2 separate regions of the Gossypium arboreum genome follow, and region 2 is linked to region 1. A link is a contact called in public Hi-C data. All regions are on one chromosome and are shown on one strand. Each heading gives the region's core, a stretch centred on a gene start, on an enhancer-like site or on the middle of the called end of the contact. The rest is flanking DNA. Distances are from core to core; before and after follow the strand shown.

Evidence for each region. Hi-C and Micro-C count contacts between places; a contact is called where the count stands out from the background.
Region 2: a Hi-C map of leaf shows a contact between it and region 1, with 2.6 times the contacts expected there. The contact joins two enhancer-like sites. A contact is called at or near these places in 2 of 5 Hi-C or Micro-C datasets (both in leaf).

What each region holds. Positions count from the first base shown.
Region 1 is chr12:111,082,171-111,090,133 of ASM2569848v2, reverse strand. No RefSeq gene overlaps it. Among protein-coding and RNA genes, the nearest start is that of LOC108480023, 17 kb to the right of the region's middle. Within about 2 kb of position 4,908, at least 2 of the 2 cell types and tissues checked have an H3K27ac peak or open chromatin away from gene starts, as enhancers often do. A contact at or near this core is called in leaf, where this site is marked.
Region 2 is chr12:111,174,417-111,182,379 of ASM2569848v2, reverse strand. No RefSeq gene overlaps it. Among protein-coding and RNA genes, the nearest start is that of LOC128285646, 40 kb to the left of the region's middle. Within about 2 kb of position 5,184, at least 1 of the 2 cell types and tissues checked has an H3K27ac peak or open chromatin away from gene starts, as enhancers often do. A contact at or near this core is called in leaf, where this site is marked.

The sequences.
Region 1 (7,963 bases), core at 3,659-6,158:
TATAAAACTTACCTTAGTACATTGATAATTCGCTTTGGTTCACAACTTATAACTTTAGCCCAAAGTAGACTTTATAGAACACACTGGATATATGGAACAAATACAGAAGTGCATTATTATACACAAACGAACAGATAGCACTAAAGTGCTATACAGAGAGCACAGATGTGCTAAACAGAAAGCACTTAACGTGCTAATAATAGAACGGAGAGCACTAATGTGCTAATAATCAGAGAGCGCGCTAGAGTTCCTTAATGGCATGCCACTAATATCCTAGTAGTTCTAAACTCATCTACTTGGGCATTAAAACTGAATTTTATACATTTAAATACTTTACATAAATATCTCGAAAAAGATTTCTCATTTCTTCATCATTACAATTTAGTGCATATTATACAATTCACAAATATCACATCTTTTCACACATATACTTTTGTCACAACATTATTACTTAATGTTCAAACAATATAACTTCTTATATTCTCCAATTATAATTTTCTTTTCAAATTTCATAATTCCATAATCTACTATTATTATTATTTATTTACTTATAAATTTAAATACATACATATATATTACATTTTATTTCTAAATAATTCTATACTACAATATAATCATCTAAATAAAATTAATTTAAAAAAATCTTGTAGTACTTACAACAAAAAGATTGAGATGATGTCTTCCTTCACTCCTTAGCCTTCTCTTTTCCTTTTTCTTCAATTAGGTCCTCTCCTTTCTTTTCTTTCTCTTCAATTTCATATAAAACATATAAATGTTATATGTTAGAGAAAATAATTAAATGACTTTTCTATACTATTAAAAAATAAACATGTATGATATAATAAATTCATCATTTCTTACATTAACTTACATTTCAATTTATTCCATAACTAAAATTATTTCCATTTCTATTACAATCTATACTTTAATTTTATTTAAATTCTACTTATAACTTAGTTTAACTCCCAAATTTTCACTAATAAACCCCAATTTCAAAACTTCTTATAATTTACTCCTTATTGCAATCTATTTCACAATTCAATCTTTTTCTCAATTCTAATTTGAATTTTTCATAAGTTCAATCTCTAATTTATCCATAAATTCAACATAAACTATATAAAAAAATCTACTAACTCTCAAAATTTCAACATATACCTAATAGTATTTTGTTCTAGGATCATAAAAACTCAATAATTACAAGAAAATGAATTAAATTGACTTACCAAATTGAATTTGAACCCTTGAAATCCCAAATTTTCTTTTCTTTTTTTTCTCCTTTTCTCTATTTCGTCCCTGCTATTCTGTTTTGTTTCTTCTTTTATTCTGTCTCTTTACTTTACTTTACTTTACTTTATGTTTTATATATTATATATAATATAATAATATATTATATTATATATTAATACTTAAATATTAAGTTAATATAATATATAATATTTATTTTATATCAAAATATCTTAGATTTTTTTTCTTTTAACGTTAAACCGCCTCATTTTATAATAATGGCATATTTACCTATTTAGTCATTTTTATTTTCTTTAATCTATAATTAAACTTTCACACTTATTTCAATCTAATCCTTTTTCCTCATTACTTCTAATTAAGTCGAATTCACCTAATCAAAACCTAATTAGACACACAACTAACTTCGTAAATATTTATAATAAATATTTACGAATCCGATTTATCGGAACGGAGTCCCGAGAATGCATTTTTTTTCTTTCTTTTCTCTTTTCTCTTTTTATCAATTTCACTATATAATTAATAAAATTTTCCTATCAAAATTTTCATGTAGTATTCCTATCGTAATATAGACTATGCCACAATATTAAAATAAATTTTCTTTCTAGATCGGATTTGTGGTCACGAAACCACTATCGAAACCACCCTTTTTATTTAAAAAATTTTAGGTTTAATGAAAATACGGGGGAATCGACTTTTGAAAATAAAACATGGAGTCGCCACCAATCCTTTTTGTTTAGGTGTGATCGGGTCACCTAAGAATTGAGTTATTTTAATAAAACATTTTTTATTTACTAAAACAACGATTTTGGTCTACGAACTTTGAGAAAGCAGGTTCGGGAGTCGGTTACGTATGAGGAAGGATTAGCACCCTCACTACGCCCAAAATTGGTACCAAATCGATTAAATATTGTCCTTATGTGTAAAATTAAAAATATTTTTGAAATGTGGTTCTTTTTTAATAATATTTGAATAACCCGAGTTGGTTGCCAAAAATCTTCTTGTTTCGACTTCTGAAAGTTTATAATTTGAAAATTACAAAAGGATGCCCAACTTATTTGGTCCAACGAAAAACTGAAACCCAGCACAGTAGGGAACGATTCCTCGAATTTCCAAACATTGAACATTGCCTTGCCTTAGAAAATACGAGTGAAATTCCGAAGGGATCTTCGATTGTTTTGAACAAATGAAAAAGCGCAACCCAGCACGATAGGACCCGATTCTCAAATCGCCAAACATCGAACATCACCTTCGTTTTGAAAGGTTTTTAGTAAGCATGAATGACCTAAAGGAATATTCGATTGCTTTGAACAAACAAGAAATCACAACCCAGCACGATAGGGCATGATTCCCGAATTGTCAAACACCGAGTATTGCCTTTGTCTTAAAGGATTTTTAGAAGACATGAGTAAAATTTTGAAGGGATATTTGAACATTTTGAGCAAACGAGGAATTGCAACCCAACACGTTAGGGCACGATTCCACGAATTTCCAAATATCAAGCCTCGCCTTCGTTTTCAAGAATTTTTAGAAGACATGGATGAAATTTTGAAGAGACATTTGATTATTTTGAGCAAACGCGAAATTGAAATCCAGCACGTTAGGGCACGATTCCGCGAGTTGCCAAATATCAAATCTCGCCTTCGTTTTCAAGAATTTTTAAGTAATTGTGAAACTAGCTTAAAAAGCATTAATTCGATTTGAAATAAGACGAAATTAATCATAAAATTTGGATTTTATAAAACCACATTTCAAAAATCAAGTGGAAAACGATGATATGGGATGATGGACACACATGAGATACCATACTTGATGAATGAGAATATCAATCAACCAAGAAAATGAGCAATTAAATATGATTAGCTTGAAAATATGACTCAACCTCAATTACGCATGGAGAACAATTAACATGGCAACAATGAATAAATAAAATGCAACGACGGCTTACATGACACAATAAAATTATTAGAGGCATAAAATAAAATGCAATCCAAAGAAGCAACATGGTATAAGATTATTGTAAAACAATGACAAACTTAATATACACGTGCAATCATTAAAATATATATAAAAATGAATATTTTAAAACACATAATGTATGAGTTGACAAATTTGCATAAAAACAAGAATATATAATTATTGAAATAGATATTATGAAATACAATTTTGAATCAAGTCATGTGCAAAACATTTTAAAACGGATTTATTCAAAAATTGACAAAGCATATGATAACATATAATATGAAAAGATAATAAAATACGTAATGAGATATAATGCACAAAATGGATTTACAAAACACACACATATATATATATATATATATATATATATATATATAAAACAGGAGATTAATAATAAAATACATATAAAAATTTTTGTTTAAAAATAATCTAAAAATTATACACATCCTTGTATCAAAATATTTGAAATAATAGACTATATGTACACAAAAGCAACATAATAAAAGACATACTTAATCAATAATAGCTTTATAATCACAAAAAAACAATGAAATTTCCGAAATTGTTTCATATATAGAAAAGAAAAAAAACTGTTAAAATAATAAATGTTAATATATAAATATATATATATAGATTTAAAGGAGAGTACATTTTAGAAAACATAGAGATAATACTATATATCTATATAGGTCAACAAAATATATATATATATATATATATATACATATAATAATCGCTTTATGTGCACCACGTGAAATTATATGATAAGAGATGAGGATAACTCTAAAAGCAAATATAAATATAAAATAATATGATATTAATGACATATATGAAATCAGCCTTATTATAAAGTATATATATATATGTATAAAAGAACATTTGAAACAAACAAGTTTAAAGGAAAATAGATAAATAGATATATTTTTATGTATAGGGACATATATACGTATATTAATGAAAGTATGACTAACGAACTAGAACCATGCAATACTTAATAAAATACTTCAAAAAATAATATATTAAATAGTGATGGGTAAGTAAAAAGTTTTTTTAAATAAAATAAATAAAAAATAAAAAATAAAGAGGGTTTCAAAAAGAAAGAATGCTGAAAATAATGAATAAATAAAAGAACTCAATTGAAACAGAAGTAAAACCAAGGGAACAATTGATAAATAAAATAAGTTGTTGAAATATGGAGAAGGACTAAAGCTTAAGGTGCACGCATGCATGGGGACCAAATTTGGCAATATACCAGATCTCAGAGTGCCGTGTTTAAGCGCGGACCCAATTGCAAATGGGCGCAAATTACCAGTCCGAATTAAAAAGGAAACAAGACAAGTTGGGCGCAATTGACCATGCACGTGAAAAGGGAGGGTCTGACGCGAAAATAACCCTCAAGGACCCAGTGTGTGGGTTTCAGCCTAGCGCGGGTCGGGTCATCGGATATTGGGCTTGCCAAACGGTATTGCATCAAAGCCAATGAATTTGGCTTGACACGTCGCCGCTTTATGCACCCTCACAGACCAAAACGAAACCCTAAGTGGGACTTCTTCCTCTTTTCTTCTTTTTTCCAAAAACCAAAGTAAGCAAACAACGAAAAACAGAAGCCTATTGCTCCCATTCGGCCGACCCCAGGGCCCGCGCAGTCCAACTGCCACCACTGCCAACGGTGGAGAACCACATGCGCACCCCTCGCCTAGAGCCTCGACTCGAAGATCACCGATTTCAGCCCCAGAAATCCGACCCCAAGCCTCGATTTCAGCGAAGTGAAGAGGGATTTCGATGGCCCATTCGCACAGGTAAGCCCTTCTTTCCTTGTCCCTTTATTTCTTAACCAAAAAAAGGAAAGCTCGAAGAGAAAACGAATCTATTCATAGAAAACTAAAGCAAATTCGGGGAACCAAAAAAAAATCACCTTTGCTATTCGATTCCTTTTTTTGTATCTGTAAACGTGTAAGCCTTTGTTTGTAAATGTGCGTTTGTATTACTTGTATCCGTAAAAAAAACCTCCTTACAATCGAAAAAATAGGGGCTTTATAGCCGAATAGCAAAACAACAAAAAACAACAATCTTTCTCCTATTGGCTGCTATTCTACTGCTATTCTCTTGTTCTTTTTCGCAGGTACGGGGCGTGTGCTGGCACTGGGCATGAGGGTGGCGTACGGGGTTGTCGATGTGGCTGTTGGAGGCGTGGGAGCTGAGTTCGGCTGCGGCGTGAGAGAAAGAACCCTAGGGTTCTGAAGTTGTAATGTTCTGGGCTTGGTTTCTGGGCCGTTTGGGTCTTAGAGCTTTGGGTTGTTTTGTAACTGGGCTAGGGTATAAGTTATAGGGTCATGTAATTGGACTGAGGGACTGTAAAAAAGACATTTTAACGGGCTGTGGTTTATTTATTTATTTATTTATGTTTTATGGTTTGTTTGTAACGGGCCCGGGCATATTTGGCTCACTACAACCACTATTCTGATTTTACTGAAAATGGGCCATTACATGAAATGTATGAACCAATTGGTTCATGAAATGAATATTGATATAGTGAAATGATATGTGTACGCAATTGAGAAAAGTTATTTGAATATCAATTATGATATTGAAATTGTAAGAGATGATAATTGAAAGTATTATGAATGATGTGTTATGAAATTGATTATTTGTTTAAACAATTTTTGTTATGTGTGTTTAGATATATAAATATTGTAAATTTTTATTTAATAAGTATTCGGACTATAGAAATACTACTGAGTTTATACTCAGAGTACGGTTTGTTTTCGTGCACAGGATAGGTTGAAGTCAAATTGTCAAATCAACAACTAAAGCCGATCTCGAACTTGTAACGCCCCAAAATTTTATATTTTGTTTTGTGAGATTGTGTCACAAATCTGCATTTGCTTTAGTGGTTGAGTGTTCTGGGTGTTTGTGGAAGGTCCCAAATTCAAGTATTGTCTTGGGTAAATTTTGGTATTTTTCTAAATAAAGCCTTAACTTTGATCAATAGGCTTTTAGTTGATAGTTGTAAAAACATATTAGAATGGGCTTGTTGGTCTGATGGATAAGTGGAATGTTGGTGTGATGGAGGTCCTGTGTTTGAGTCTTTGCGTGGGCTCATCTCGAAGAATCCTTCCTAAAAGTCTTCTCTTCCGCTTTTCCTCTTCCTTTTTGCTGTCGATTGTCCCTTCTTTTTCTTCCTTGCTATCGCTTTCTTTTTACTGGAAGTCCTTGCATTCCGTTATTTCGATCATCTTTTCTCGTTTTTGGTAAGTAAGGTTAGTGTATTATTATTATTATTTTGGATTGATGAATCGTTATTTTTTGAGTTCAGTTGGTGTTTAGGAGACAATCAATGGGTTGGAGATCTTTAATGGACGTTTTAAGGTTGCGAATCCTAACAATCGAAGGTAACGTTGTTGTTAGTGTAGCGTTTGGTCATCTCGTGCGTTTCTGTTAAGTCTGGCTATAAGTGACTAAATTGGTGATTTACCAGTAAAATATAGGTTCTGGTGGTGTTGGAGTTGCGTTTGCTGTTAAATCGAAACAGGTGTGTACCCGAAAACGCAGAAAATGAGGTTTCGGCGAAAGCTTAAATTTTCCTTCCTTTCTTTCTTTCTTTTCTTTTTCCCCTGTTTCGTTTTCTTCTATTTTGTTTATCCTTTCTTTTTCATTTCTTTTATTCTTTTGTTTATTTACTTTATGTTTTAATTAATATAATATAATAATAATTCTTAAATAATAAGTAATTTATATAATTTGTAGAAATATATGTACATAAATACCACACGTCATTGCTTATACCATACACTTGTAAAATTTTAGGTTTAATTCGTATTGAGTCCCTTGACTTTTCTCCATTCTATAATTCAACTTTTTCCCTATATTCAATATAGTCCTTATACCTAATTATCCGTAATTTAAGCTAATTCACTTAGCCAAAACCTAATTAATCTCACAACTAACTTTGTAAATGTTTTAATAAATATTTACGAATTCGTCGTAAAAAATGGAGACTTGAAAATATACTTTCCAATAACCGTAAATTTCGAGTCGTTACAGTATTGGTAAAATTGTACTTTGTCCCCCCAAAATGATAAAAAATTGATTTAACTCTTTAAAAATTATAAAGATATAGACTATTAAAATGGTGAAATTATATTTTACTACTGTAAAAATATACAATTTAATTTCGCCCCCAAAATTCTTTTTTTGGCTCTACCGGTCGTGTAATACTATATATTTTATTATATTCTATAATATAATAATTATATATAATAGTAGTGCATTATATATTAATTATTATATATTATTGTTAATTATTATCTTGGTTGAAATATATTCTAAGCCTTTATACTTTTCGTATATTTGAAAGTTAACTCTCCTATTATATTGTATAATGCTATATCATTCCATGTAGTGTATAATATATTAATGGTTTATACATGCATCAATGATCAAACATTATAACATCATGTAAACTATATATTTTATTATAATCTATATTATAATATAGTTATATATTATAACATTATTCTATGCATTGGTAATACTAATACATTATAGTAATAAAATATATATTTATGATATATTTATAATAGTTATAAAATATATTATTATATTATCATCAAAGTTTAATTTTATAGATTTTAATAATTATTAGTTTTATATATTTATGATACATATATAATTATAATATTAAAATATTTTATATTAAATTAATGTTTTTAAAATTTATTTGAAATTATAATTCAACATAAAATATTATTATTAATTA
Region 2 (7,963 bases), core at 3,935-6,434, 92 kb before region 1:
TTTATATAATAATATAAAAGACAAAAGCATTTTTTATATCATTACTTGATTGAATTTATATTCAGTTATTTCGTGATACTAACGAATAACAAGTTTAATAATAAAAACATAGACTAAATTTGATATATGATTCAATTAAACACTAACTTAATAAAAAAAATATTTTATACCCTAAACTAAAATTATAACAAAAATATAATTTAAACTCTTTTGATGTTTAATAAACAACCAAACTAGTACTGCATTACCACAGTTCGAATCAAAATTATATGTAAAAAAAATTAGAAAAGCATAATTATATAAATTATTTAATAAAATGTTATCCTATTGTTTACATATTTATTCATCCATAATAAATAAAGTGCATTGGTATTTAGTTATTAATCTCATTTCTAGGTTCACGTTGTTTTCAATCTTGTTGTTTATATTTGTCTGAAAATCCATTAATAAGATCCCATCATATTTTGTCTCCTATTTAACATCATGGCCATTAAAATCATACCCTTATTTATTAATATAATTGGATCTTGATGACCATTTAGAGAATTAATTTTAAATTACTGACCCTTTTTTATATTAAGAGTTTTGAATTCTAATTTTATGCTTTATCAATTTTTTTTGTTCATATCATAATTTATAAAGTAAATTTTTGTTCATTTCAGATTATATTTTATTATATATATTCCAAATGTTACGCTTTTAGTCACTTATATTATTATTTTGTTACAAAATGATCATTTTATCGTTAAATTTTATTACTTTTCTAACAACGATCTTACTTGAAAATCTAAATAAATTTTAAATTCCAACTAAATATTAATAATTTACGTTGGTACGTAAAAGAAATTTATAAATTCAAACCTATTTAAATCACATCATATTTTGCTCACTAAAATAATATTTAATCATTAATTAACCTTTCCAATTATGTCACTACTTGTTCTTTGATTCCTGAAGTAAATTATTTTAATAGGTTGTTGGTGCATTACGTAAGTCATTTATAAACAATAATATGACAATTTACTATTAAATTAAATAAAAAATTAGTGGAGAATTTATAGATCACTGCTAATAAATTTATTTAAATATTTTTAATTATAGATAAATGTTAAAACTTTAAATTTAATACCATAAAATTGAGACTATAGATCTTAAATTGTAGAGTTATTAATATTTTTATTATAATAATTATAATTAATGTTTAAATAAAATTATGGAGAATATTTGATGCATTGTTGATGTATAAGTCTTATGCATCATCCATGAATAAAAGTATGATATATCATCGTTAAATAAAATAAAATAAAAAAAGTAAAAGATTTATAAATAAATACTAATAACTTTACTTAAATATAATTAAATAATAAATATTAAAATCCTAAATTCGAGACCCTAAACCTTTACACTCAAGATTTTAAATATACAAATTATTATATTTATTTATAATAGTTATGATTAATGTTTTAGTATGTTTAAATAAACATATTATTATTTATTTACAAGTCCTTTATGTTTTTTTTGTTTAATTTAATGATAATGTGTCATATTATTATTTATTGATGATGCATGAAACTTATATACCGTATATCAAAAATCATTCCATAAGATTAATAATATTTATTTACAAGTCCTTTATATTTTATTAATTTAATAATAATGTGTTATATTATTATTTATTAGACATGAAGACCGAAAATGCATTGAATATTATTATTATTTATTATGTTGAAATAAATGGCTATTAAAACATGAGGTCACCAAAATTTTTAATGCTTGGCATATCCTTGTCATTATGTTGAATTGGTTAATTTAATTAAAATGGCAGGCCAGAGCACCACTAACCACACATCATCTACCTAATTATGAGCTTGGAAATTGTATTCGTGTTCATCATATTGGTACACCCACTTCACGGATAGTAATTCATTAATGGTTTCACTAATTTAAAGTAATGATAAATTCTAATTAGTTGAATCAAAAGAGTAGTCGACCCACTTTCCCTAACCATAGGAGGAGATTCTAAAGGATGACCGGTAATTTTATTTATATAATCGGTAAAAAATGTAGCATAAATATTTAATAAAAATTAAATTACCAAACTTTAAATGAAAAAATATGTTTATTAAAATGAAGTTTTAGTGTGACAAAACATTTAAAGAATAATGTAAATAGACACGAGTTTTACGATAATGATTCCTCTTCTAACTCTACCTCTACAAAAATTAGTTTGACTCTTTGCTATTTGATAGGTGTTTGTATTTGTCTTTTTCAACTTCATCCTTTCTAAAATGAATTCTATAATAATAAACTCAATTATATTACTTAATTAAAATTAAGGTAATATAATCCACAAAATGTAATACAATAGGTAAATGTTGAATTTTCTCAACTACAAGTGTTATCATATGAGATAGATTGTAAAGAAAATAAATTTGTATATATCTTAAATACCAATAAATGTAAGGAGATAGTAAATGATAAAAATTGAAGGGTAAAATTGATATAAAAGTAATATTGCTTCGTGAATTACATTATCTAAGGAAGATGTGTATTGAGATTACCCGTATATTATGAAATATTTTCATTATTGAGATTTTAAAATTATCAAATTAAAGTAATTTTTAAAATCAAATAAAAGAATGTTATTTTGAAATCTTATATTATTCAAAAACTCTCATATTCCTTCAACCAAAAGCTACATTCTTAAAAAATATAAAATTTAATATACTAAATAAAAGAATGTGGTTCCTAGCAATTAAATTTATCAAAATAAATAATTTACATCGATTATGCACATTTCTAAAATAAGCAAAAAGAGGTAATGCATTGTTTGGGATCTGAACTTAATAGCTATTTCATTATTGAAATCTGATTTTTTCTCTAAATCAATCTTTGAATTTGAAAAATATTGTCACATTACAGCCTAAATTTTTTTTATCTAAATTAGTTCACGATATATCTTTTAAAAAATTAAAAGAATAATTACTAAATTCATGTCTCAAATAATACGTTAATCCAACAAAAAATTCCAAAGGTATCTAATGAAATAAAATTATTATTGGGATTTATTACGTAATTTTTATTATTGGGATTTATTACGTAATTTTCTCTGATATATCTTTTAAGGAAAATTTTAAATTTTGTTAGATCAATATTATAATAAGAAGACATGTAAAAGTATTATAATTGGGAAATTAATCCAAATTAGATTAGTGTAAACTTATCACCGAAAAGTAAAAGGCACAATGATAATTGAGCAAAAACCGCCCGCCTCGATTTGTCCCTTTCTCATTACTAATTAATCAGTGATTTATAAAAGGTTAAAATAATTTTTTAAATAATTTTAAAATTTTAAGTTAGAACTAAATTGATATATTTTATAAACATTAAAAGTTAAATTTATTAAATTTTTAGTATTAGAACTAAAATGACAAATTTCAGAAATCTTGAGGGCTAAATTTATTAAATTTTTTATATTTAAGATCAAAATAATAAAATATGTAAACAAGAAAGAGTTAATTTTTATTAGTAAATTAATAAAAAACTTACGTCAACACAGAGGACTAAAATATTTAATTTCAAAAATTTAATAATTAAATTAAAATAATTATAATTGAAACAATGACAATTTTAATTAACCCATACAAAGAATGATATTTAACATTTTTACATCATTATTTAAGAAAATTTTAAAGAGTTAATTTACTATTTTTTAATAAAAAGTCTCTAAATACAAAAGATTCTCTGCTACTTCTATTGAGCCGAGTTGAGTGATAAAAAGAAATAAAATTGCTTACAATCTTAATTTTCTTTTTAGGGTAAAATTTAGAAATTGATAAATAAAAAATGACAAGATTAACAGCGTTAATGACGTAATCCCGTAAAGTTCCCAAGTACCAAACCAAAAGTCACGCAACCTGCGTGATAAGACGTGACCAATTCTGAGGAATCGTCCAAAGCTTTTTTTGCCATTTACTTGATAGACCCACGTGTCCCCGGAAACTGACGCGTAGGACACGTGGGGTACAACCATTGCTTACTGTTATACAAATCCCACTTCAAATCCGCAACTACTCAATAAAATAAAAGATTAATTAAGAAGCAAAAATCGGAACGGATTGTCATCCCGTTTCCGTAACCATTGCTGGTCAGAGTGGATGATATGGCAGATCATGATGCCTATTTATTAAGTTTGGCTTAATTCATGATTTGGCCCTAAAGTATATCTATTTACACATTGATACTTAAAAACCTCTTTTAAATTTCAATTTGATATTTAAATATTAAAAAAATTAACTTTGACTGATTATTAATCAATGTTGACTAACTGTTAATCGATGTTGACTAAGCGTTGATTAACCACGTAGTGCTATTTGAACACGATATTTTTTATTTTTATTTTTAAAAATATTATATTGACTAAAAATGTAATAAATATATAAACTAAAATATTTTTATAAAATTCTGAAAAGTATAATTTAAAATTTTAAAATTGAAAATAATATGTAAAAATTAAAAATATTATAAAAATTAAAATTTATTTTTATAATTATATTTTAAGAATTTCATTAAAAATATTTTAAAACTTTTTAAAAAATTGTATATATCATATATATGAACTTTAGTTGTATGTAATTATATACATGAAATCTTATTTGCAACTTATATATATGTATACATAAAATTTTAATTTCGATTTAATCAGACACATTTATAGAAAATAGATACGCCTATTTTCATGCCAAACTAATATTATTATTTGTGTATACAATATCAATATAAAATAATACTTTGATAATATTATTAATAATTTGTGAAAATTAAATCAAAACAAAATTTTAAATTATTGTGGAAAGGTCAAACTTTTTTTAGAAAGAATCTTCAGTTTGGGAGTTAACGGACTCTTTAATTAAATGTATTATTTTATGTCAAAATTTTATCTTCTAACTCTACTAATACAACTAAAAAAACTCATGGATGTGAGCATCTCAATCCGATATTAATAAAGGGGAATGCGCGTAAATTCATAGACTTCCACGGAATTTAAGATATACGTAATTTAAAAATAAATTTAAAAAATATTTAAAATTTAGAATTTCATATAGATCCTAGGATAAAGGGGGCTTAAGTTAGGGGAGGGGAGGCAGTGGAAGCGTGGGCCTACTTTCTAGGACTAATGTAAGCTAAACAACAGACATGTCGTGGCACGGGAGAATTGCGCCACTGCTCCATCTCTCTTTCTTTATTCACTTATCATCTCCCATTGCATTACACGCGCGTACGAATCACTCGCCTTTCAGCGTTTTTTTTCCTTCACATAAGTCATAAAATGATATTTAATTTTTTTTTTCAAAGTTGGTACATAAGTCATTTTTGTTAGGAGTGATACTTAAATTATATTCTTGTATTAAATCACTCTTTACCCTTAAAAAATTTTCATAATCAATTATTTTATAATAAGTGAAATTTTTAACTAATAAAATCTAAACAAGTTTTTAAAAAAATTATAAATCTATTCATATTATTTGTTTTTATCCAAGAACTTCAATAATAAAAATTTAAAATCCGTCAAAAGCTCATCCAAATTTAAATTTTGGCCACAAAACTCGAAATATGTGAGCTTCTTTTCTATTTTTAAACATTGATTTTGATTCCTTTCTCACTTTGATTGAAAACCTTTAATTTTGTCTATTGTTTTTATGTATTTTACATAAAATAGTTAATATTGAGTAAACTTCTATGATAAAATATATATATATATATTATAAAAGTAAAATCAAAATACTGAGAAGAAGCTAAGTAGGAAATATGGTATGAAATTGCAAAGAAAATTTATCTAACACTTTAAAAAAATGCATTAAAAGAGTAAAAAGAATTGTGTCGGGTGAGTGTAAAAAAATTGAAAAGTTTTAATTTAATTTAATTTGATTTCTTATAATTCAATTTAATCCTATCATTTTAATGTAGGTAATAGAGTATAGCTTAAGTGCCACTTAAAATAATAAAATATAATTTAGATATTAACATGAAAAAATGATATAATTTAAATATTATTTATATGATTTGAAAAAATCTACTTATTTGAAGAAAAAATACTTACACTCCTTTGATGTAAATTTCATTAACTCTTTGAGATTTATTTATGAAATTTCCTTCATTAGTTAATTATTATCATATTTATTTTTATCTTTATCTTTATATTTGATGAAATATAATTAAAATAATAAAATCAATTAGTTATAAAGTATTTTTAATTACTATTAAATTATAAATTATATTATATTTTAACAAAATTATGTATTAAACATAATGTATTGTTCAATTAATATATGTATTTTTAAAAGTTATACGATAATCATAAATAAAACATTTGAATAACTATAACTAGAATTAATCATTATAAAATACAATCAAACTAATAATGAGAATATATTCCTATAGTAGAATAAACCTATATAAAGTCAACATATACAAGGGCATAAATCAAAATAAAATTTGAGAACCCACACATAATTTACAAGTGAAACTTGAAAATAAGATCTTAAAGCTCATTAATCCTTAATTTTTCCGTTAAATTGACTCTATTTAATATTTTATAATATAAATAATTATAGTTATAATCATGAGATATAATATGATGACTATTCATAATAGTCATTAATTACGTGATTAGAAGTTTAATCACTTTTATAAGAATGAAGTATATTTCAGAACCAATTATTTATTTATTCTAGGAGCATCAATTAATTTACGGACTATAAATATTTTACTTTCTAACATAAAATTTATAACCATAAAGGATTAATCAATTTGATATTAACGTATATTATCAACATGTTAAAAGATATAAAAATTGTTAAAATAAATAAATGAAATTGCAAAATATCTATTTTTCATGGTGAAACATGGACACACGAATGCATAGGTCATAATGGAGAAAGAAACGGTACGGGTATCCTTAAGTGTTACATTTATCTTTTGTATGTTTACACTCAAATAAGCATCATAAAATTAAGCACATTTTATTCATTTCAATTTATTTTGTTGACTTGTCACCATTGTTCAACTAATTTTGGGGTTTTTTTTAAAAAAAAAAAAATTTAGACACAAACACGAACATGTGTGTGCTGATCCGCTTCCAAATTTGTCATAAAACACTAATAAAAATGTCCATCCAAATTAAAAAGTTGAGTCTCAACTTGTAACAACACATGTTCCTGTCCTCACATCTCAATCTCTTGTGCTATACCTCCATCAAGATAACAGCTAGCTTTCCAAATATCTTCTTACAAAATATTTTTTAAGTGTAAATATGTAAAATCAAGTGGCCCTCACAATGAATTGTTGTGATATGGGCAAAGCGGCTTCACAACATGCCTCAAAACCACGTGCTACCATCCCTTACTAGTTAGTTTTACAAATTCCAAAACAACATCGAATGTACTCTCATAAATTTATAATGCGTGTCTAAGGAAACTAGATCATTCCTAAAGATTACAAACGGCAACCCCACCCGGGGAAAGGGGGAACCATTTCTAATTTCACCTTCATTTTAATATAATTGTACTTTAAAAGTGATAATATATCTATGTTGGATTTGATTAGAATATTAATAGATATTTAAAATTTTAAATTAGAAAAAAATTATTTCACCATAGAAAGATAAAATTGGAGTCTGAATTTTGATCATCCTTTTAAAGGAGAATATTTGATTTTTTTTTTATTTTTTATTTGTTTGTTTATGATATTTTTAAAGATGAAAGAGTCACAAAATAAGAGACCAAAAAAGAAGGATGAATTTTTGTAATTTTCATTCATGAGAAAAATGTGTTGATATATAAAACTTGAATAGCCGAGTATACAGGTGTGAAAATATATGTGGTAGCTAATAAGTAACAAACAGCTTAGCTACAAGTACTCTTTTAGCTGATATATATCAACTTTGTCAGCTTCTAGCATATTG